6 separate regions of the Mus musculus genome follow, and regions 2, 3, 4, 5 and 6 are each linked to region 1. Evidence: chromatin contacts called from public Hi-C, HiChIP or PLAC-seq and promoter capture Hi-C data. All regions are on one chromosome and are shown on one strand. Each heading gives the region's core, a stretch centred on a gene start, on an enhancer-like site or on the middle of the called end of the contact. The rest is flanking DNA. Distances are from core to core; before and after follow the strand shown.

What was found. Promoter capture Hi-C pulls out the DNA fragments that hold promoters and counts their contacts. Hi-C and Micro-C count contacts between places; a contact is called where the count stands out from the background. HiChIP or PLAC-seq counts read pairs in DNA pulled down with a chosen protein or histone mark.
Region 2: a Hi-C map of B cells shows a contact between it and region 1, with 7 read pairs. The contact joins the promoter of Cbx7 here to the promoter of Nol12 in region 1. A contact is called at or near these places in 1 of 484 Hi-C or Micro-C datasets (B cells) and 1 of 115 datasets of contacts at active chromatin or transcription factors (bone marrow-derived macrophages).
Region 3: a contact with region 1 is called in an H3K27ac HiChIP or PLAC-seq map of microglia, with 7 times the contacts expected there. The contact joins the promoter of Dnal4 here to the promoter of Nol12 in region 1. A contact is called at or near these places in 1 of 39 promoter capture datasets (liver) and 3 of 115 datasets of contacts at active chromatin or transcription factors (bone marrow-derived macrophages, microglia and pancreatic cancer cells).
Region 4: a contact with region 1 is called in a promoter capture Hi-C map of liver, with 5 times the contacts expected there. The contact joins the promoter of Tomm22 here to the promoter of Nol12 in region 1. A contact is called at or near these places in 2 of 39 promoter capture datasets (hippocampal neurons and liver) and 1 of 115 datasets of contacts at active chromatin or transcription factors (pancreatic cancer cells).
Region 5: a contact with region 1 is called in a promoter capture Hi-C map of pre-B cells, with 5 times the contacts expected there. The contact joins the promoter of Ncf4 here to the promoter of Nol12 in region 1. A contact is called at or near these places in 1 of 39 promoter capture datasets (pre-B cells) and 1 of 115 datasets of contacts at active chromatin or transcription factors (microglia).
Region 6: a promoter capture Hi-C map of liver shows a contact between it and region 1, with 3 times the contacts expected there. The contact joins the promoter of Kdelr3 here to the promoter of Nol12 in region 1. A contact is called at or near these places in 3 of 39 promoter capture datasets (cranial neural crest, embryonic stem cells and liver), 1 of 484 Hi-C or Micro-C datasets (cerebral cortex) and 1 of 115 datasets of contacts at active chromatin or transcription factors (pancreatic cancer cells).

The regions. Positions count from the first base shown.
Region 1 is chr15:78,932,792-78,936,650 of GRCm38.p6, reverse strand. Nol12 (nucleolar protein 12) reads right to left here and starts at 1,718. Exons shown (of 6, transcript NM_133800.3): 1 at 1,576-1,718; 2 at 67-172. The coding sequence starts at 1,661.
Region 2 is chr15:79,930,945-79,934,803 of GRCm38.p6, reverse strand. Cbx7 (chromobox 7) reads left to right here and starts at 2,158. Exons shown (of 7, transcript NM_144811.3): 1 at 2,158-2,356. The coding sequence starts at 2,288.
Region 3 is chr15:79,772,606-79,776,464 of GRCm38.p6, reverse strand. It overlaps Dnal4 (dynein, axonemal, light chain 4), which reads left to right and starts at 1,998. Exons shown (of 4, transcript NM_017470.2): 1 at 1,998-2,106. Gm30977 (a long non-coding RNA gene) reads right to left here and starts at 1,937. Exons shown (of 4, transcript XR_875488.3): 1 at 1,679-1,937.
Region 4 is chr15:79,668,731-79,672,589 of GRCm38.p6, reverse strand. It overlaps Tomm22 (translocase of outer mitochondrial membrane 22), which reads right to left and starts at 1,722. Exons shown (of 4, transcript NM_172609.3): 1 at 1,582-1,722; 2 at 1,299-1,417; 3 at 576-693; 4 at 1-373. The coding sequence starts at 1,698. The coding sequence ends at 299.
Region 5 is chr15:78,242,626-78,246,484 of GRCm38.p6, reverse strand. It overlaps Ncf4 (neutrophil cytosolic factor 4), which reads right to left and starts at 1,674. Exons shown (of 10, transcript NM_008677.2): 1 at 1,398-1,674. The coding sequence starts at 1,429.
Region 6 is chr15:79,514,639-79,518,497 of GRCm38.p6, reverse strand. Kdelr3 (KDEL (Lys-Asp-Glu-Leu) endoplasmic reticulum protein retention receptor 3) reads right to left here and starts at 2,090. Exons shown (of 5, transcript NM_134090.2): 1 at 1,858-2,090. The coding sequence starts at 1,948.

The DNA of each region.
Region 1 (3,859 bases), core at 469-2,968:
CTAGCAGACCTAGCCAAGGCTGGCCCTCCCCTGGGAGGTGAAACCCTACCCCACCCTCAACCACACCTCTTCCCGAAGTTTCTTCTGCTCTTGCTTAAGCCGCTGCTTTATCTCTTCAATGGCTGCCTTCTTGCGCTCTACCTTCCGCTTGTGGAAGCCTGTCAGGTACTCCCTGCAAGAAGGAAGAAGGGGAGAAGCCAGGGGAGTCAGGAGGAGCCAGGAGGAAAGCAGGGCTCTACAGAGCTCCATAAGTTGCCTGACTCTCTCCTACCCACCAACCCATTTTACCCTCTCACAGCCAACCCTTAATTTATAGATGGGGACTCTGAGGAAGAGACTAGGATACTCATCCAAGGTCACAGACAATGCAGTCACAAGTCATTCAATGACAAAGGTACCTTCGAGAAATGAGTTGTGAGTCCTTGCTGGACCATCAGAGTGTACTTACATAATAATCCTGGGTGGTATAACCTACCACACACCTATGCTGGAAGCTATAGTCTCAGTACGCGCTCCATCACTAACCAAACGTCACCTAGCTCACCTGGCCTTCCTGCCCCTTGCTAAGTACACAAAAGGCCAGGTGGTCAATACACAGAGCTGGTGGTCACTGTTCCCACACTGGCAAACTTTATTTCATAGGAGTCACTTCTAGTAAGGCTTTCTAATAATGCCTTCACCCAGACCCCAAAACTCTTTCACTGAACCAACCAACAACCAGTCCTCAAGGCCACCTGACTCCTGAACCCACCTGGGTCCTGTGTGGCGGGTCCTAGGAGTGCCCCCACCTTCCTGACTCGTGCTTCCTTCTTCCTGTCTAATCTCTGCTGTTCCTGAGTTTGCTGTATTGGAAGTTAATTACGCTTAGTACCTTATTCGAGCTAGGCAAATGGTCTAATAAATTAATTCGTTTATATTGTCTTGGAGACAGGGACAAATTGTCCAAATGCCCATACCGTTCTTGAACTTTCCCGCACAGGGTTTTACTTTGCAATCCTCCTGCCTCAGCATCCGGGATGGCTAGGATTATAGGTCTGCACTACCAGGCTTTGCAATTACGGTTTCCGTTGGTACACTACACCAGGGGTTTTAACTGTATTTTGCTACTGTTATGGATCGTAATGTAAATATTATCTCTTTTCCGATGGGTTTAAGGGGGTCGCGACCCACAGGTTGAGAGCCATCAGACCACAAGGTGCTATTTACGGTGACACTAAAAAGCAGTTCAGCCTCTGGTCTCAGGCTTGGCTGGCACGCAGTCTGGTGCGTGAATCAATGAACTAAACCTCTCTCATCCCATCGGCTCGTCCTTCGTCAACAACGACTGGGAGCCAGCTATGGGCTGTGACAATAGACGGCGCGGCACTCCGGTGGTCCAAGGCGCAGCGCTGAGAGCCGTAAACAGCGAGGGAGGAGCGGGCGACTCCATCCCCCGAGGTGGGGAAAGAGGAAGGCGAGCTCCAGCTACATCCAGGGGCGGGGCCGGAAGAACCCTCCGCGTGGGCGTGCGCGCCCTGTGCCTGGCGCGCTTCCCCCGGCAGCCCGACGGGAGTCTCTTTCCACCCTGCCACTCACCGCCGCTTCTCTTCATCAAAGTTGAGAACGAGCCGGGGCCGCCGGTCGTCTCCATCTCTTTTCTTCTTCTTCTTGTTGCGGCCCATTGCAGTGAAGCTTCCGGCAGCGTGGCCGCTTCTGACTTTAAAACACTTCCGGGTGTAGCAGTTTCAGATTTCCGGTAGGGCGCTCTTCGTGGCCTTGTTCCACAGTTCCGCAGATTTGGCTCCACCTTTTAAAGGAGCCTCCCGTCCTGCCTCAGCTTTGGTTCAGGTCTTCTGAACAATCCTCCCAGAATGGCTTCGGTGAGAACTAGGCTCCCCGATTCCATCATCTGACCTGCCTCGAACAAGCGCTCAATCTGGAGTTATTTATAAACCGCTAAGAATTACTGAACTTAATTGAATTCAGATGTCAACTCTTTCATGATTTCCTTGAGCGAGGGAAACTGCCTAGATGCAAACACTGGTATTCCTTTACAAAGTATGTGACTCAAAAGCAATTGCCCCCCTTTAAAAAAAAAAGATTAAATCATAAATTATGGGCTAGGGGAGGTGGCATACATCTTTATCCCAGTACCTGAGAGGCAGAGGCAGGTGGATCAAAGTCAGCCTAAGCTACACAGTGAGTTCCAGGACAACCAGAGCAGAGCTAGACAATAAAGAGACCCTGTCTATAAATAAATAAGTAAGATTAAAAAAATACTGTGCCTAAGTGAGTTTAGGTCTACTGTATGAGGACCTACAAGGCCAGAAGACGGTATGAAATCCCCTGCAACTAGAGTTACAGATGGGGGCTGGTGAGATGGCTCAGCAGGTAAGAGCACCCGACTGCTTCCGAAGGTCCTGAGTTCAAATCCCAGCAACCACATGGTGGCTTACAACCATCCCTAATGAGATCTGACTCCCTCTTCTGGTGTGTCTGAAGACAGCTACAGTGACTTACATATAATAAATAAATAAATCTTAGAGTTACAGATGGTGTGTGAGTCATGTGGGTACTGAGAATCAAACCTTGGTCCTCTATAAGACAAGTAGGCACTGTTAACCATTGGAGTCATCTCTCCAGCCCCCAAATTGCCTTTTTCTTTGTGTCTCACTTTCCTATTTATAAAATAGAGATCATTGTAGTGACTTTGTAAGGCTGTAAAGAGGTGGCCCTGGAACTCTGGCATGCACTTAAAGGCTTGCTGAAATCCAAATTGAGGGTTCAGGGTTCAACACACTTGGCAGGGCCCCAGAATGTCCATTTCTAGAACATTCTCTGGTGACCCTGAATATTGCTCCTGCGTGCAGCAAACTGAGAGCCGTGACTGTGGTGGGACAAGTGTGTCGGGTCAGAAGTGCATAACACAATATTCTCCCAGACTCAGTTGGTGCAGAGGGAAATCTCTGAGTTCGAGGCCAGCCTGGTCTACAGAGTAAGTTCCACGACAGCCAGGGCTACACAGAGAAATCCTGTCTCAAAAAACCAAAGCCAAACGGGGTGGGGGGAGAGCAGGGATTGTGCCAGTGATCAAATGTGAGCTAGATTGTCTGAGCTTTGGTGTTTGGTCTCCCTTCCCAGCTTCCTGGCCACTCCCTCAGAAGCTAATATGTCTGCTCAGAGAGGTGGGAAGCAGGCTGTGATAATGAGCCTCACTTCCACGTAGGTGTGGCACTCCATGAATGTCTGATTCCTCCCACACGGGTCCCCCACTCGGAGATTCTATGCTGGATGCTGAGAAGAAGTTATCTTTAAAGTGTGGGTCGGGGCTGGAGAGATGGCTCAGTGGTTAAGAGCACTGACTACTCTTCTGGAGATCCTGAGTTCAAATCCAAGCAACCACATGGTGGCTCACAACCATCTGTAATGAGATTAGTGCCCTTTTCTGGTATGTCTGAAGATAGCAACAGTGTACTCACATATAATAAATGAACACATTAAAAAAAAAAGTGTGGGTCCCCAAACTGGGCATGGTGACACAGCCTGTTATCCTAGCAAGTAGAGACAGGAGGGTCAGGAGTTTGAAATCATCCTGATACGCAGAAAATTGGAGTCCAGCCTGGGCTAGAGACCCTATCTTAAGAAAAGGGTTACTAGACACATGCGTCTCCGAGTGGTCACTTCTGTTCCCCTAGAACCAAGCCCTCCTACATCCTTTGTCATCTCCCTTCTGGGTAGAGGCACTGTCCTGGCCACACTGTGCCCCCTGAAGAAGCCTAGAGAGCTGAGAGCTGCCTTCCCTTCTGCTACTGGGCTGTCACCCGCTGCTATGCTATCCCCTCCTCTCTGTGGACTAAACAGAAGTTCTGTGGTCTGACTT
Region 2 (3,859 bases), core at 909-3,408, 1.0 Mb before region 1:
AGTCTCCATCCGGTTACTATCCCTCCTTTACAAACACCCCTTTCGTATTTACTTTGTGCAAACTGCATCAGCTGGGCAATTTCATGCAGCTTCATTTTTTTTTTTAATTGGCCCCAGTATTAGTTCCCTACGTTTACTGAATCACAGAACATTTGAACTTAAATCATGTGTTTATTTTTCTCTCTTCTTGCTTGGTTGCTTTTCTTGGTGTTTCTAACCTTGGCAACTTGTATTCTTAACGGATTTTTTTATTTTGCTCCGGGGTGTGTGTAAGGATATTAGAATACTTGAACTCCGCTCGCTGGGGTTACTCTGCCTCTTGTTAATTTCCCATCTTTTTTTGTGGTGGGGGTCGGGGGGGGGGACGCGGTTTCTGCCTTTTTTTTTTTTTTTGCCACCAGCGTTTTCATCGTCTCTTCCTCATTGCATCAGACCTCAGACCCCTCTGTCCTCCGCCCCACCCCCAGACTTCCCTGAGCCCTGCTTGTCTTGTTCTTGGGTTGGAATTCCCCTTAGGGATAGGGGAATTTCTAGGGTCTGTATTCGTAAATATCTTCATTGTACATTTGTTCTTAGTAGATGTTTCCATGGAATATTATAGTTCTCGGATGGTGGTAATTTTCTCTGGGGACAGGGACATGTCATCCCCTGCCTTCTGGCTTCCTTTGCACTTGATTTGAAAAAAAAAAAAAAAAAGCTCAGGTGCCAATGTAACATTCTTTTTCTCTTTTTTTTCTTCGCCAGACATAGGTGCTTAGAGTTTATTCTAAGAATAGGGAACCCCAGAATGCTTCTAAGCACTGAGTGACTCGGTCGGGTCTGGTGGTAGAAAGCGCACTGCGATCACTGGGCCCCGTGGGGGAGGGGATTGTTGCTAAGAATCCAGGCTGTGGGGGGTGGTGATGTTGAGGGGGAAGCCCTGAGTCTCCTCCAGAAGGTCAGAACAGCAGGAATTAGGAGGAAATGGGAGGAGTTGGGGACGACTCGGACCTGTCCTCAACAATGCCGAAAACTGAAAAGGCTTGGTGCTGGCTCCGGGGTGAGGACTTTTTTCCTTCCACATTTAGTTGAGGCAAACGGTCAGCAAACCAAGGGCGAGGTGGAAAAACCACTGGAGTCCAGGCTGTTGTGGGATCTGCAGACGGCAAAAGTGGGTCTCCACCTGCGACGAGGTGTTAGCAGCGCCTAGCCTGGTCCCTCAGGGAAGGGCGCTCGCGGTGCGTTTTCGCATCACCTACTAAGACTGGTTTGGGTTGATGGGTGGAAGCGTGCTTGGAGCGGGGGACTCAGAGGCACCTGTTCAGGCCTGCTTAGACTACGTACTCCGGGTGGAAAGCTTTGCTGTCTGTCCCTCCTGCCGCGCGGACCCGGCCGGACCTTGTCTCCTTTGTAGGAAAGGAAACTGGCTGTCCTAAAATTCACTGTTTTGAACAAAGTGGCCTCGAACTCATAATGATATGCCTGGCTCTACCTCCCGAGTGCTGGGATTAAAGGCATAAAGTACTACCTCCAACTTTAAAGGTTTTGTCTTATTTCTGAATAAATACTTATGTGTATGAGTGGTTGTTAGCCTGCGTGTACGTATGTGCACACTGTGTATGAGTACATCAGAGGATAGTATGGAATTCCATGGAGCCACAGTTGTGAACCATAATGTTGGAGGTGGGAACCAACCCAGGTCCTCTGAAAGAGCAGAAGTGCTATCTCTCCAATCCTTGTTTCAATGTATTTATTTGTGACAGGGTCTTACATAGCTAAGGTTGGCCTTGAACTCCTGATCTTCCTGCCTCAGCTGTCTAAATACTGAGATTACTTGCTTGCTAATCTCGGCTTTAAGGCCACTTCATTTCGGACCTTCTCAGTCTTTAGGGGGACTTGGGAAGACTGATCACGTCCAGCCCAGAAGCCGAACTGAGAGATGGGATGGACCTTAGACTGCCAGGAGCATCAGACCTGCTGCCAGCTGCCCAATTTGGTCAGCAGGCGGGGTTAAGGAGTAGGGCGTGGCTCCGGCAGCGAGGGGGCGGAGCTGACCCTCTGGGCGCTTTCAGAGGCACGCGCGCGCGCACCCGCTCTCTGGCGCTGGGGAAAACGTTGCGCAGGTTCAAAAATGGAACGTCGGCGGCGTGAGGGAACACTAGGGGGTGTGCGCGCGTGCGCGTGCGCGCCCGGACGAGCCTGACGGGGTCCCCGCCGTCCCGAGCATCGCGCGCAGCCGCCGCGGCCCCGCAGCTCCACCCCCGGCCCAGCCCGGTCCGGTCCTGGGCCCACTCGCCCGCCGCCCCGCATGGAGCTGTCAGCCATAGGCGAGCAGGTGTTTGCGGTGGAGAGCATCCGGAAGAAGCGCGTGCGGAAGGTGAGGCTGCTCGGGGGCGGCTCCCGGGACAGGGCGAGGTTGCCTCCCGCTCCTCAGCACCGCCCACTCCAGGTTGGGCAGAGCAGAAAGTGGTGCAGGGGTGACCTGGGGACCCTGGGCTGCCTGGCGGGTCTCCACATCCTGTTCCTCACTTTCCCCACCACTATGTAGGGCCAGTAGAGTTAAAGTTGTTGCCCTCGGATGTTGGTGCATCCGAGGCCACCTGGGATGGAGATGAAGATAGGACTAGAGATCCTGAGTTCTATTCCGTCTCGTTCCCTTTACGCTCACTTTCGAGGAGACTAAAGCTCAAGTTGATGAAGCAACTTGCCAGTGCGTTAGAGTCAAAGTGAGTCTCGAACTCGGCTCTCTGGATATTTAGTACCAAGTCCTTTGAAGTTGGCCGCAGAGCTTTAGGAAAGTCTCCTGTGGCCTCTGAAGTTTTCTTATTGGACTTTGACCTTCCCGATCCCAACCCCCCAGGGCACACCTTTCTTCTCCGCTCCCATTCCTCCCCTCCCCCAACCTTCCAGCCGGGTGCTGCTGCCCTGAAGCCTGGGCCACTGTTGTTGGGACATCCTCAAAGCTCCTCCCACCTCTGCCAAGGCCTTACACTTACACACACACACACACACACACACACACACACACACACACACACACACACACACACACACCCTGAGATTTAAGGAGGTGGTTTTGCCGCGCTTAGGGCCGCACACCTCAACCTGCAGTTTCCTGTCCAGACCTCAAGTCTGCGATCTTTGTGCACGTGCTTGCTGATGGGCTCTTCCCAGAGTGAACTTGGAGCTGGCCATATGCAATGAAAAGAGTTCCTGTCCTGGATCTAAGGGAGGGTCCCCTCTCCTTTTCTCCTTGCCATCTGTTTCGGAGGCTCCTGAAGCCACCTTTTTTCCATTTGGCTTAAGTGCAGGCATGAGAGTGTCTGCTGTAGCATCCTCAGCACGGGTTCCGGTGGGCCCAAGGTAGGTGGCTTGGAGCTTGGCGATCTATTGATTAGGGCTGCTTTCTTTCCTTGCTGTTTCTCGGTACTAGACTGAAGCGGGTATAGACATCATCTCCTCTAACAAGGAACAGAGAGGTGGGTCAGACAGGGGACTCATTCGCTCAACTCAGCACTCCCAAATCTCTACCGAGGCGGCAGTGTACTCTAGAGCTCAAGGCTCCCTTTTCTCTCTCAGAACTGGCTTTCTGGCAGAGGACAAGGATGCAGGATGAACGAAGGATGCAGGAGAAAGGAAAGGTGGATGCCTTTGGTGGACAAAGGCTTTTCATAAAGAGCTGTCCACTGCGTGGTGCTGGGGGGGACTCTTTGGCAAGGTGGATCAGAGAAGAGGAACTCAAAGCTCTCCCATGTTGATATTTCATCCAGTGCATGGTGCTGGATGAGACACTTAGAGACCCCTTTCCCTTGAGGCTCCAATTTCTAACAAGTGGAGGGCCTGCTGGGCTGCCTCTACCTGAGGCTTTTTTTTTTTTTTT
Region 3 (3,859 bases), core at 749-3,248, 840 kb before region 1:
ATGTCAACCAGGATGTGGCTCCTGTGTCTTGGTGGCTCCAGTAGCCGAGAGGAAGGCAGGAAGCAGGGCAGGACAGGGCAGGGCTGTAACCTTCAAGGCATGTTCCTTAGCTGCCTACCAGCTAGGTCTGATGTCCCAAAGGTTCCACCACCTGCAACAGTGTTATCAGCTGGAAAGCAAATGTGCAAACCATAAGCCCTTGGCTGACATTTCCTATGGAAACAATAACCACTTGTCAGAAAAACACAGTAATATTAAGGACCAAAGCAAGAGCCCAAGATGGGAGCCAAAAATGAATTAGAGGTCTGGGGGACACAAGAGAGCCAGGTTACCCTGTTACCCAGTAGCTCCCACAAGGTAGCCTGCAGAAAAACACCCTATGATCCTCCATTCCGTTGCAGGAGATCCTGGAATCTGCACTGCAGAAAGATCTATAGGTACTACCTCTGTGATAGAGAACTGTGTGAAGGTTTCTGCGGTTGGTGCTGCCAGCAGGGAAGGAAGATGGTCTAACAATTGCTGTTGCTCCTCAGAAGGTCACTGGTAACCACAAGAGAGGGAATTTCAGAAACATCGTGGGAGTGGAAGCCAGATTGTGGTGGGCGGGAGAATGAATGGGAGGCGAGAAAGAGAGGATGGCAAACAAGGACCCCTTTGGGGGAGTCGTTTGTGTAAGTGACAGAAGTGAGAGCGTCATCCCCCTCAAAGGCTGCCCTTCATCTCCTGGAGAAAGTTGGAAAAGAGGATTAAGGAAATTTGAAGGCTGAGTAAGATTCGCCACAGACAGTCAGAACTTTCCAGGGAGGCTAGCTAGGAACTGTCGTGTGCTGAGCTGAATTCCTGCTGCCAAGTCTCAAACCAAGCCCAATGTGTGTGTTCTGGGTCTGTACACTCAAGCTAGGTTAATCCACTGTCCCAGATCAGACCTTGTTACCACTCTCCCCAAAGCTCTCCAGCAACCAATGACTCTATCTCACCTCACACCAGGGGCCACTTGTGTTTCAAACCTCTCTTTCTTCTGCCCTGCTTCTTTCTTTGTCTTCCCCTCTACTTGACCTACTATGTTGACCCTGCACTCCTACTACGTTGACCCTGCACCCAGGCCTCTTGGAGCTACCGCTGTCCCGCTCCCATTAGCATTCTGGTCATCTTGGGCTCTTCCCGCCTCGTTGTCCCACTTAAAAAGAGCCAGTACCCTGCCAGTCTCTGCTATAGAAGCACGCGGAAACGATTCCATTTCTTCTCATGGCTCTATACCTTCTGAACTGTGCCTTCCGCAGAATCACCAGCTAGTGGGGCTTCATTAATGATTGCATGATACGCATAGAATAAATGTTTAGATTATGGGGCATTCCACTGATCCATTCTTCTTCTTCACCTTCCCCTCAGCAAGAGGCTCTAACACTCTTTGGTCATTTCTTTCCAAGAATCAGAAGCAGGTTCCAGACAACTGCATCTGATGGTACAGGTGTCTCCCAGCCCCTGGGACAAAGCAACCCTGGAGGGTTTGCACAAGGGAAAGATCTGGATTCCTTCTCTGAGGTTATGCCTTGATTCTTTCCTTCAGTCTCTCTAGTTCTACACATTGGCCCAGACGGGATCACGGATGCTGTTAACAGTAAGCACTGTGTTGCGAATCAATGAGACAGTCACTCACTGTAAAGGACTAAAACACTACCTAAGTTCTGGTGGTTATCAGGCTCCTGCGGTCGTCGTAAAATAGCAGATCAGCGTCACGACACCAACAAACTGCATTTGTCATTTTCGATGTCGAAAACTCCCAGGGCAATACAGCTTTAAGAAGTTTGTTCCTCTACAAAGACTACTTCTGCCTGTCCGCAGCTGCTCCGGCAGGCTTAAGACGACTATGAGCGAAGCCCCACCTCCTCGGTCTTTAAGCCACGCCCCTCGCGTAAGCTCCGGCCTCCTAGGCCCCTTCGGAATTAATTGGCACTTCTCTACACCAATAATAAGTGATATTGCTGTCAACGTCCGGTGACGGGACGGGACTTCCGTGATGGTTGCTAAGACACTCTGGCTCGCTCCTTGACAACCCTGGCGGGGGTGCGCTGGCTGTGGCCTCGGCTCCGGCCCCCGCGGGAGCAGGTGAGGGCGCGGAGTGCGGAGGGCAGCGCGGCGGGGAGGGCTGGCCCTGAGGGAGGGCGGGAGGATGCGCGGGGCGGACAAGGCCTGGCCCAACGCTAGGCCCCACCTAGGTCCCCAGCCCGCGGTTCCCGGCCCAGGACCTCCCCTTGTCCCACGTAGGAGACCACGGAGCTTGGCAGTGACATTGCGCACCAGCACCACTTTGCAGGCCGCTCCTCCTCACTCATCTTGGGTCCTGTTTAGCTCCATGCCCTCGCATCCTCCCTGTTTTGACTCCCACTGCACTTTGTCCCCGCACCACCTCGCTGCTGACTGGTGGTCTAAATCGCCTCGTCCCAGATCACTTGGTTTGGAGATTTGGCGATACTCTGGGATTCTAGGCTGACTATTGCCCGACGGGGGGCACTCAGTCTTCCCATCTATAAAGTCGAAATTGGGTTGAATGGTCGCAAAGGCCTTTTGGACTCTGACGTCCTAGCATGATGTTGTGGGACTTAACTGTCAACGCCCCTTAGGATGTGTGTTCTCCTAACCTTTTATGTAATGCAAAGAATTTGGCAAACTTAAGTTGGATTCCCATTGGTAAGAACTACCTAAGATCTCTCTGGGCACCAGTCAGTGCATCTATAAAGCCAATAGTCTGAAGTTCATCTCCTTTGGCAAATGAAGTACAAAGGGTCCAGTCCAGTGTAGACGGTACTTGCTCACTTGTCTTTTTTCTGTGTGTATGTGCGTTCCTGTGTGTGCAGTTACATGTGGAGGCTGGAAGTCAACATTCGGTGTCTTTCACAATCACTCTCCACCTTATTGTCTGAGACAGGGTCTCCCTCTTTGATGCCAGGAGCTCACCACTGGGCTTCATGGCTAATGAGCTTCCAAGGATCCATCCTCTCAGCTGCCTCTCCAATGCTGGGCTCACAGGCATGGCCGCCTCACCCAGCCCTTTACACGGGTGCTGGGATAGAAAACTCTGGTCTTCATACTTTTGTAGCAAGCACTTTATAAACTGACCTCCACCCCCTAATTTCTTCTTTTTGTCTGTTATGACCTCACACTTTCCCTCCTGGGAAGAGCCCAGTGCTTTCCTGCGCAGTATCCCACTCAGTAGCCACTGTCTGCAGATGAACCTCAGGCCTGCTGTCTGGCTCTGCTCTTCCCCTGTGGCTAGGAATTCTTGGGGTACAGGAGTGAGGAAACTGAAAGAGGTTGGTACAGTGATACGAGGATTCATAGCTTCCCTTTTCCAACCATCCATGACTCTGCCATCTTTTCCTCCTGACTAAATGTCTCCATTTGCATTTTGCCAGCTGCTAGCATCAAGCTGGCCTGCCTATCTGTTCTACCTGGTTTCTTCCATGCTCTGGTAGGCTCATCCCTCTGAGAAAGTTATCAAGTTACCTTGATTCTCTCTCCGTGGGGTATCACACCCTCCCCATTCCTGAGACCATTCTGGCCTCTTAGGCCTGTTTTCTGGGCTGATCGCTGTAGCTTCCTGGCTGCCATCCCTGTCAATCCAACTCCCCAACCTCTGTGCTGCCAGCCACCCTGAAAGCTCCAAGAAGCCAGGCAAGGTCGTGATGCTTGCAACCCAAGGGCTTGGCTGTGTCAGCAGTATCACAAGTTCAAGGTCATCAGGAGCTCAGTGGTTCAGTGAGTTCAAAGCCACCCTGTGTTATGTGAGAGCAAAAACAGAATCCAAGGTTGTTTTTTTTTTAAATTTTTTTATTAAGTATTTTCTTCATTTACATTTCCA
Region 4 (3,859 bases), core at 473-2,972, 740 kb before region 1:
CCCACAATGGGCATGTAAGAACTTCCTTAGGAGCAGTTTATTAGAGAGTAGGCTAACCTTCCACATGGCTGTACTCCAGCATTGGAGTGAGAACAGGAAGAAGTAAGTGAGGGACTTCATTATGTAGGGCACAGGTGTACCTGGGGTCTCTCCATGAGAAACAGAGAAAGTTCCCACTATGTTCAAATAGATCCATGTGCCAAGGTTAAAAAAAAGAATAAAAAGTTCCAACAATCAGCAGTTCAAACACAAATGAATTTCAAAGTTCTCCCACAAGGACAAATACCGAAGGAAGAATCTACATCTTTCCAGGAAGTGGAGGTAGAGCCCCTGGCATTCCTCCTGACAGCCCTGTGTTAGGCCCTAAAAGTATCTGGAAAAGAAAAAAAAAAAAAAAAAGACTGTTAAGATACTGCATAGTTCCAGTCGTCGGTCCCTTCTGTCACACATGAGGGGCAGGCAAATTCTACACTGCCAAGTACCTGAAAGTACAGGGACCTGCTCCCACTTGGGGTTAAGTGCCAATCTCCTGGGGCTCTGCGGTTGGCCCACCGCCAAGAAGAACATGTGCTCACCTGCCGTTGCTGCAGTTGCTGCTGTTGCTCCATCTGCAACTTTTCTGTCTCAAAGACAACGGGAAGAACCAGGATCATGAAGGAAGTGGTCCCAATCCACAAAGCTGCCCTGGAAAATCTGCAGAGGGAAAGAGTGGATGAGGCGTCATGAAAAGGAAAGCCGGCACTCCGGCTAGGACCGAACCTGGAACAGGACGTGCAGTACCGCCCTCGATCTTCTAAAAGCGTACCCTACCAATTCCTTGCCCCCAGAGTCCTGGCAGAGGCAAGAGGAGCAGTAATTACCTAGCGATACAGTGCATTCTTATAAGCCTCGTATATACGTAACCTTAGTCTCATAACGACCCCGCCAGGTTAAGAACTCCCTTCTGGGGCTGGTGAGATGGCTCAGTGGGTTAGAGCACCCGACTGCTCTTCCGAAGGTGCAGAGTTCAAATCCCAGCAACCACATGGTGGCTCACAACCATCCGTAACAAGATCTGACCCCCTCTTCTGGAGTGTCTGAAGACAGCTACAATGTACTTACATATAATAAATAAATAAATAAATCTTTAAAAAAAAAAAAAGAACTCCCTTCTGCAGAAGACCAACCACACTCGGGGTATGACAATGAATCCAAGGTCACTCAAACTCTGCTCTGCGACTCCCGAGGCCCGCTGTCCTTTGACAGCACCCGTCACCCGTCCATGCCCGCTCCCGGTGGCTCTCCGTCGGCCCTTTTACCTGTACATCTTCTGAGCCACGAAGAGCGAGAGGTCAAAGGTGGCTCCGGCGGCTGACCGGACCCTCTCGGGAAACATCTCCGTCAGACCCCAGAGTCTCTCCGACAGGGTCTCGTCTAGCTGTGGTGGAGGAGGCGTGGGTCGTCGGTGAAGCGGCAGCAGCACCGCAACCGCCGAGCCCCGGGCCTGGCCCTTCCGTGCCGCGCGGAGAAGCCGCCCTCTCGGCTCGCGGCGTCCACGCCCCAACCGCCCGCCCTCGCCCCGCTCCCCGCCAGCCCTAGCACCTCGTCGTCGTCGTCTTCTTCCAGCTCCTCCTCGGCTTTCTCTGCCTCGGCTTTCGGGAGTAATTCCTCGGGGGACAGAGGCTCCCCAGCGCCGGCTGCAGCGACGGCGGCGGCCATGGCTGTAGGACACCGGAAGCGGAAGAGAGCAGGCGAAGCGGCCCACCCCTGGACAGAGCGTCTTCCGGAAGCGAGCCGGGCTGGCTAGAGAGAAAGCGTTGGCGTCTCCTCCAGCTCGCCCCCTTGGTGTCGCCAGCCTCTTAATTTCAACTGACTGTAAGAGTATGTTCAGGGAGAGATGCGGGTGCTTCTCAGCTATTCTGTGCCGTTGGGTCTGGGCTTGGCTCCGAAACTGCATATTTTAGAGAGATCTGGTTTTTGTTTATTTAATTTTTTTTTTTTTTTTTTTTTGGTTTTTCGAGACAGGGTTTCTCTGTGTAGCCCTGGCTGTCCTGGAACTCACTCTGTAGACCAGGCTGGCCTTGAACTCAGAAATCCGACTGCCTCTGCCTCCCGAGTGCTGGGATTAAAGGCCTGCGCCACCACGCCCGGCTTAATTTTTGAGACCAGGTTTCTCTGTATAGCCCTGGGCTGTCCTGGAACTCTCTGTAGACTCAGAGATCCACTTGCTACTGCCTCCCGAGTACGGGGATTAAAGGCGTGCACCACCACAAGTGAGCAATATGTGTACTTATGGAGGTCAGAGGACACTTGCAGTTGATCCTCTCTGTAACAGGGCCCCAGACCTTAGCACAACTGACTCCGTGTTTTTTGTTGTGTGTGTGTATGTGCGAGTGTGTGCTTAAAAGCTCACTCTGAGAAAGGCTTGCTAGGCTATACTGAGATCCTAAACACTGGCTAATAAAGATTTTCTATGGCTTAAAGCCCATGTCTACTCGGTCTTCTCTGGTGAATATTCACAACACTTTTCTTCCACCACGTGGGGCCTGGGGATCAAATTCACACTCAGCAGCAAGCATTTTTTTGGGTTTTTTTTTCAAGACAGGGTTTCTCTGTGTAGCCCTGGCTGTCCTTTGTAGACCAGACTGGCCTCAAACTCAGAAATCTGCCTGCCGCTGCCTCCCGAGTGCTAGGATTAAAGGCGTGGGCCACCACACCCTGCAGCAGCAAGCATCTTTAAACCACTTATTCATTTCATTCCCCCCCACCCCTGGGCCCACACACACATTAAAAGCACGGTTTCATGTAGCCCAGGCTAGCCTTGAACTCATTTTGTGGATGACCTTGAGTTTCTGATCCTCCTGCCTCCACCTCGAACTAAGGCCACAGGTGTGTCACCACACAGGAATCAAAACCAGGCCTTTATTCTACCAACTGAGCCACAAACATGATCTATTATTATTACTTTTTTTTTTTTTAAGTTCCAGGCTTGGCTGTCCTGGAACTCTCTATGAAAACATTCAACGCACAGAAATTCACCTGCCTCTCCCTCCAAAGTGCTGGGATTAAACTCATGCAACATCGTGCTCGGCTTATACGTAAGTTTAAGAGAGTCTGCTTAACAGTAAAAGGGTTTTCAACTATTGCAAAATTGCCAAGAGAGCAAACAGTGGAGCGGTACAATGTCACCCTCAGACCACTGGGGGGTGGACAAGACGATCCAGAAAATCCTGAGCCCGGAGCAGAGGACAGACCAGGGCTATGGCAGCGTTCAGCTCATAAGTCCTTCACAGTACAGCCGCTCTACGACCTTCTGACTCCAGCACCCTGCTTAAAGTGCCAGTGTTGGCAGGGGAAGTCACATCATTTGGACATACAAGTGCACCCTGAGGCTCCAGCTATAGCTCCTTCCCTTCTAGCCCTCACCTCACTGGACCGGTTTCTTCAACTGAAAAACAGTACTAAAGTTGTCATGAGAATTAAACACAGTTGCACACTTTTATTCCCAGCCCTCAGGAGGCAGAGGCAGGCACATCTCAAAGTTCTAGGCCAGCCTGGGTCAGCAGAGTTAGTTTCGTCCAGGACAGCAAAGGCTACACAAGAGAAACCCTGTCTTAAAGAAAAAAAAACAAAAAAACCAAAAAAAAAACCAAAAAAGATACCCAGCATCAGCAGTGCTCAATAAATGGTTGCCAAAAAACAGTCAGTGATCCGGACACAAGCAAGCCCCATTATTCCATAATGTCTACCTATTTGATGCATCTGGATCCTCTCTTGGTTTCTTCAGTATTAAGCGCTAGCAAGATGACTCATGGGGTAAGAACGCAAGTCACTAAGCTTGACAACCTGAGTTTGATCCTTAGGACCCACATGGGACAAA
Region 5 (3,859 bases), core at 425-2,924, 690 kb after region 1:
GAAGAGACACTATATATGATATCTCCTCGTCTGTATCTCTGCCGGACTGGTTCTCAAAGAGGACGCTGGAGATACTGGGTCTGATGGCCCTAGGACCTGGGTCCATGGTCCTATCAGGGGCAGAGGAGGAGAGCCACCCCCCTCAGAGGGCGGGGGAACAGCTGTGGAAAGGGCAGAGTGGGCGGAGGAAACACTGAGCCCTGATAGTCCTTACAGGCACCATCTGAACTCTGCACCCCAAGAAACAAGAAGGGACCCAAGCTTCTAGTGGCTACAGTTTCTAGAAGATTCAAGTTTGCATGTCTGTCAGTCTCCTAGGAGAACTTGGGGGTGAGAAAGGCTGGAGTCATATTATGCAGCCTTACTTAGCACCCCAGTAACACTCTCTATAGCTATGGAAGGACCCCCACCCAACACTAACTCTTGTTACAGACAAACCTCCTCTGACCTTTGACCTACAGGAATCCCATCCCCTTTTCCAGATCCCACGAGTGCTTTGCTCACACCTGGGTCTTGTCAGTCAGACCTGTTCTGGTGACTCTCAAGCAGTTCACATGGACACTTGGCTTCCTAACGTTGCTTTCTGCTTGATCCAGGGGACGGTTCTGTCATTTGGGTCTCCACATGCAGATGGGAACACAGGGCTGTCTCCATAAGAGACACTGAGCAAGTGCTGACTGAATGAGGTGGCCGGGCTTGGGGCCATCAGGTCTCCTTGTCCCTACCTGTATAATGTCAGCATTGTCCAAGATAGATCTGGGTCATTTTTGAGCTCTTAGCAGATGTAGTGAGCTCTCAGTGTGTCCCAGGGCTGTTCGGCCTCCCAGAGACACAACTGTGATCCAAAAAACTAAAACACCCTCAGAGCAGGCAGAGCAAAGACCCGGCCCCCAACATTGTGCCAAGCATCTAAGACCTGTTCAGGACAAGGAAGTGGAGTGAGGGGTCAGACGGCAGAGCCTGGGCTATCTGAACCTAAAGATAGGAAAACGCAGAGGCCAGTTTCAGTCTGAAGGGCAGATGGAAGAGCCGCTCCTGATTGCAGTGTGGAACCAGGAACCCAGAACCCAAGCCTAGCACCCAGGACACCTCTGCTCCCAGGCTCTGCCACCCACTCACCCTGTGGTCCTTGGCCACATCCAAGCCACTCCCCATTCTGAGCCTTAGGCTTCTTACTGGTGCATAACACTGCCGACCTACTAAGTCAAGGTTCTAGAAACATCTGCTGGAGCATGCAGCTCCTGCAGTATCATTCAGCAAGACCTTCAAATTTGACTCTGTGCTGATCCACTGATATCAGGTGACAGGAGGGACAGCCTCTTACTTCCCCATACCCACCCCCCAGGCCTATTGGGATCATTGAGAAAGCCTGGCAGGGAATAGAGGCACACTCTCACCTCTCTGATCGCAGCTGCTGGGCCAGGGCCATGGCTGTGGGTAGTCAGAAAAGCAGATGGATGGGGGCCTTGCCCAACCAGATCCAGGCCGAGTTCACCTCTCACTTCCTCCTATGTGCATCTGAGAGCTTCCTGAAGCTTGGGGTGTCCCCAGGGGCAGCCTTTGAGGAGGTCCCGCCCTGCCCAGCTTCTCTGGACCCTCCTTGAAGTACCTCCTTCAGGCTTTGAGCTGCCTGGCCCTCACACGTCTTCTCAGCCACTTCCCAGCTGCACAGCAGTTGAGGAAGTGGCACCCTTGGGTGCTGGGCTTGCGTGAGGCCACTGGCTTTGGGGATTTCCTCAGTGCCTGTCTCTGGTGCTGAGCTCCACCCACCATAGAGCAGTTTTAGCCCTGGGTAGTCCATCAAGGACACTTGTGGACTTCCTCCTCAGGCTTCTTCCTGAATCCCTTTCTCAAGCATCCAAGACCTGCCATTCATTCCTAAGGTCTGGTGGAGATAGTGCTTTTTCCAGGAAGCTCTCCTGGTCCCCCTCCCTCTTATACTAGGAAGTCATTGTTTTATGCCCCATCTGGGGCTCTGGGCTCTGAGATACCACATTCAGCTCTCCCAGAGCTTCCATCCACACAGAGGCTCTCCTTACAATCTGCCTCCACCTCCCTACTCAGCTCTCAGAAAAGCCCCAAGCCCCCGCTGCTGGCTTCAGAATCCCCAAGGCCCCGTGGGCTGCCTGCTCTCCCAATCTCTCTTCCCTCATTGCCACCACATTCCCAATGCTCCTCTCCTATCTCCTGTAGGTCTCAGCTCAGAAGCTGCCCTCTAAGAAACAAACCTGTCCTCACCAGACCCTCCCTGCCACTCTCCGGGCTTTTCCTGCGGCAAGCTCTCACCAGCGGGGTTCCCTACCCCAGTGTGTTCCAAACGTGTGTTTGTGTGTTAGGCTTCTTCCAGGCCAGCACTACGCTGCGGACACCCAGATTATGTGAGCAGAAGGAGGAAGTTCTTCGTCAGCTCCTTCTAATGCTTGGTTCTGTAGGGAGCTCTCCAAAGCCTACAGTGAGGATGGGCCCAGCAGCCCAGAGAATGTCCCCCAACCCCCAGCTCCACTTGATGGTATGCTAAGACAGAAGGAGAGATGGCAGCCTGCCCAGCCTGCCTGAATCAGGCTCCTATCTCCCCAACTTTGGAACGTGGCTGTGGGGACAGGGCTTTCCCCCTGAGGAATCTGGAACGGCCTATGTTTCTCACCTTAAATGGGGCTGGATTGGAAGCAGTCTCAGACTCCTCAGGATCTGGCTCCAAGAATATAGAATGTTTTAGGATCCTTACTTTAAAATGTCCCCCCTCCATCCTGTCACCCTGAAGGGATCTTCTGGCCCTGACCCAGCCCAGAGAGGATGAACCTAGAGCTCCCAGGATAGAGTCTGCCCAGTGAGAACTGCCCTCCCCGTGGCCAGGCAGGGCATGGGCTCCTGGGGAGACAGAAACGAGGATGAAGAAAGTCACAGGAGGGGACAGGAAAGTGGGAGAGGGACACTCCACCAGTGACTGCATGTTCATCAAGGCCTTTGCACTGCACAGATAGATCAGGGTGGTAGAGGAACGTAGAATGGACGGTCTGACCTACTCCCAGCACACAGAAGTACCGCAGTTCACAGAGTTAGCTCTTTTAAGCATACAAATCCCTGCTCAAGACAAGGAAAGGTGATCTGAGAGGTCTAAGACGAGCAGGAATTGTACCCATGACTGAGGATGGAGACTGATACCCAGGCCTAGGGAACGGCAAACACATGTGTTACTAAAGATGAGGCTCCAGTGACTGGCCAGAGACCAGATGCAGGTCACATGTCCCACTGCTGGCAGGAAGTCCACCTTGAGCTCTCATGTGAAGCTGGATATCACAGCAAACACCGAAGAGGGTTTCTCAGCCATTGGCCTGGGTGCCCGAGGAAGCGAAGGAAGTTCTCCAGCCACGGGTAGACAGAGGGAGCCTCGAGCCTGAAGCCCCCACTGGTGTGAAATCCAGAGAAAAGCTGGCTCTGAACTGTGCTGAGGAAGCAGTTCGGAGTCAGCACTACACAAAACTGCAAATCCAGGCGCCTTGGACTTCAGAAGAATTCACACCTGAGGAGCTAGACATGATTCAGAGGCTCTGGCTGGGCCTCGGGGCTCAGGCGTCCCAGCTTTTGGAGGAAACAACCAGGGGAGCAAGGAGGGGTGCAGTGGAAGAGGGGGGTCTGTGAGCACAGAGGTACAAGCTTGGCCCCTGCAGAGGAGAATGTTGGTCAACAGGTGGTCATGAAACAGGAAATGGTGACATTGCTTCCACAAGAGAATGTCACATAGCACTAGTGAGAGACTGTGTCACAGCATGCCTGTCCTGGCTTGAAAATGTGCTGGTTTGGGGCTGGGATGCAGAGCACTTGTGTAGCGTGAGTGAAGCCCTGGGCTCAGTCCCAGCAC
Region 6 (3,859 bases), core at 841-3,340, 580 kb before region 1:
TGCTGGGATTAATGGAGCGTGCTACCACTACCCAGTCAGAGTGACATTTTTAATGATGGAGGAGACTCCTAAGGTCTCTCCCACTCTGAAGAACACTGGGCCCAGATACCGGCTGCAGGCGAGTGTGGGCCTCACATTCCTCACTAGTAGTCCTGTTTCCCCTCCCCCCCATCCCCCGCACATGTGATTGGAGCCATGTGACCAAGACCTAGGACCTGAGTAGAGCCTAGCAGGGAGACAGACGAGGCCATAAAGGAACTCCTATAGGGGGTGACACAGATGGGGAGGCGACCTAGACCAGGTGGGGCTGGCTGTGTTGCCCCTTCACCAAGCCCTTGCCAAAGAGGCACCTGCCCTATTAGGACAGTCTAGGCAGCAGCTTCATGGGGGATACCTGGCCACTATATCCTCCAGTCCTCTTAACCTTGTAGGCTCAGGGTTCTACCCATAGTGGCTCCACACATAAACACATAAACACTATCCCTACCAGAAGCCCAGGAGAAGAGAGACACCGTGAGTGAGTCCCTCTGACTGATAGGGAAACAGAAGCCCCAGGCTACACAACTCAGCAGGACAGTGGGACAGTGGCCAGTGTGTCTCTGGCATTTGGGGCTGGCACCAGCTGCCATTTTTCTTTCGCCTACAGCAACGCATACTGATTTGCTCCTCCTGTCGCTTTCTGCTGGTCTCTCAGTAGGTCAGCTCCCTAAGGCAGGGCATTGGGGTATCAGGGCACAGTGTCCCTCACAGGATGAGGGAGGAGGTAACAAGCACTCCCCCAATCCTACCCCGGACCTCTAAAGCAAAGTCACAGGCCCAGCAAGCAGAAGGGCCGTGAGAGACGATCTCTCAGGCAACTGACTACTACAAACCCCCGGTAACGTCTAATTCAGTCCAGAGCCACTGGATCCAAAATGTGTCTGATCCATACTCAACCAAGTCCCTCTCCTGATCAGCCTCCCAGGTGACATCTCAAAATGCTCTCAACCTCCATTTCCGGAGTCTCAAGAGACCTGCTGAGCCTCTGCCTCTGCTCCTACTTCTTCGATGGTTTCCTTCATCCTGGATCCCGAATGTGACCGGAAAAAGCCTTTCACCATTAGTCCATCCTACCTTCTGGATTCCTCTTCCTCCTGTGTCCTTCCCAGGACATGCCCTATGCCCTGTGGCTTCTACGTATTTGCACGGGTGTTCTCAACACCGTACCCTGTACCTTGAGCACATACCCTGCCCATCCTCTCTGTCCACGTAGCCCTCAGCTGCTCTCTGCCTCCCCAGCTCTGGTAGAGTCTGAGCTCACACTCAATTGCATGCCTGGGACAGGCAGGGAACGCTAGGAACGGAGATGGCTGAAAGACAATGGGCAGCTTCTTATTAACCCGGGGACTGAAATCATCAACCCAGCCTCCAGATATTTCCCATCCCAGCAAGGCCGCTAGACCTGTAGACAAATCGCGAGCCCCTCCAACGCCTTCCACTCAGAGCCAGCTCCACATCCCTGGGCCAGGCTGATATCACCAGCTGGCAGGAAAAGGCTCTCTCTGGGGAAATAAAAGGCAGGAGAGAATGAAGACTCGACGACTAAGGCGACTTCAAATATGGTCTCCTCCCAGGGGAAGGTCCCCCTCCACTCCTCGCCCAGCAGCCGTGATACTGCCAGCTGCCCAGTTAAGGATAGGGCGAGAAGCGTGAGGTAGGGCTCTTCATGGAGACAGAAGCCACGCTCCCTCATAATCTCCCGGATCCTCTGATGTCGAAAAACTTCGCTGAAGTTTTTGGAAGCGCGCGCGCCCGGCTTCCCTCTGAGCCTAAGTCCTCACCATGGTCCGGTCCCGCCCCGCCCCGGGCGCCGCTCACCGGCGCAGCTCTTGGACCTCCAGATCTTCACCAGGAGCAAGATCATAGCCAGGAGGTGGCTCAGGTCCCCGAGGATTCGGAACACGTTCATGGTCCCGCCCGCCGCTCCCGCGCCGTGTCGCGCAGAACTTCCCAGGGAACTTTCTGTTGCGCGGGGCGCTGCCACGTCCCCGTCCCTGCTCCTCGCGGTGCCCCAGGCCGGTGCCGCGCCTCCTTGCTGGCGCGCTCCCGCCGCGCGCACCCTTGGCCGCGCGGTGACGTGGCGGGGCGGCCAGGCGCGGGACAGGAGCCAGGAAGCAGCGCTTCTCACGTCCCCACGCCGACAGGCGGGGCAGCTTACACAGCCGCTGCTGGCCCAAGCCGAGCCCCTCCCTCTCTGGTCCTGCGTAGGCACCAAGTGTTCCTCTCATCCCCAGAAACCACAGTCAGGGCCTGGCACTCACTTCAAGTCCTGACTTTCATAGCTCTGTTGGGCCCTGGGTGGTGGAAGCAGGCTTTCAGCCGCGGAAGACCTCCCAGGTTGGAACTCCCGGGAAGTGGTGCTGAAAGGAGCCATCACCTGTTAAACTCTGAGATAACCTGAGCTAGCTCTGAGATAACCTTGTTGATGGTTTCCGGTGGGGAGAGAGGCTGACTCTGAGTCCCCTTTCTGGGCTTCAGTATTGACTACAAGGGAGATGCTAATGGTGTAAAAGAGGCTGAGTGTGTTGGGGATGCCCACCGCCTTCATTTCTGCCCCCCTCTTCTTCATGTGGGAAGACACTGGAAAGAACTTCACTGACCAGGAAAAACTCCAAGCACGGCATAGAGGCAGGCAGGATAGAGTAGGAAGAATCTTAGGTGGGCTGGAGGCCTCCATTGCTATGTGAAGCATCCTCTCTGGGCACAGGTCTATTAATCTATAGCTATGGAACCGATAAACCAAGGGCCTTTCTGCCTTCTCCTTGATCCCAGCCCCCCTCCCTCCTGTAGCTGGTTTCTTCCTAAAGAAATGGCTTCGTCTGGCTCCCTCTGTGTGCAGGAGAGGCTTCGGCAGGATGAAGATCTGTTGCTTACGGTGTTCGCCAACTCTTTCCTGGCCTCCATTGCTTTACCATTACTCCCCGCACAAAGCAGTTCTGGGAGGCTTTGCATGTGACCAGTAGCACTGCCTGGGGGGTGCAGCATGGGGGACCCTGGGCAGCTTGCTGTGAATCTACACACACACACACACACACACACACACACACACACACACCTTTCCTGGGGAGATGAAACACACTTGTCTGCTCACCCCAGATAGGGAGCCCACGACAGCCTAAAGTACAGATAGTACCAATATCCAGCTTCATGAATTAATGAGTTTTGCTGGAGTTACTTAGAGGAATATGGGTGAAGGGTTGCTTACAGGAGCAGGAATGACTCAGAGACAGCTGCATCACCAAAGCCCACCCAGCATGGGTGACAGCTCACCAAGCTGGGAACCTGGAGCTCTTCCCACTGCCTGCAGGCAGCTCAGCAGGTTGGAGAATATCCTTCCCAGGTGCCTCAGTTGGTCTAAATCTCTCGAAGGCTGCTCTTCTTGTTCTGAGTCTTCTTACTCCCTGCTTACTCTGGCAGGGAGGAGCCTAGGGAATCTGCTCAGTTTCAGGGAGTTCCTGAGACTATTCTTGTTGTTGTTTACCTCCCTGCTTAAGGAGCTACCCAGCAGGATAGAATGTTTTAATCTCAGAGGAAGCTTATATAAAACACACAGAGACAAATGCACACTCACACAGACATACGTACACATGGACACACAGACACACACAGACAGACACAGACAGATGCACACACAGACACACTCAGATACTCATACACACATACAGATGCACACACACAAAACACGGGCACGGTATAGGCTTGAGGGACACCATCTCAACAATGTGCCCAAGTAGGGAGGGCACTGCCATTCTCACACCACACACAGAATCCAGGGCCCAGAGAGGTGCTATCATTTCTGATGATCACACAGGACATCGTG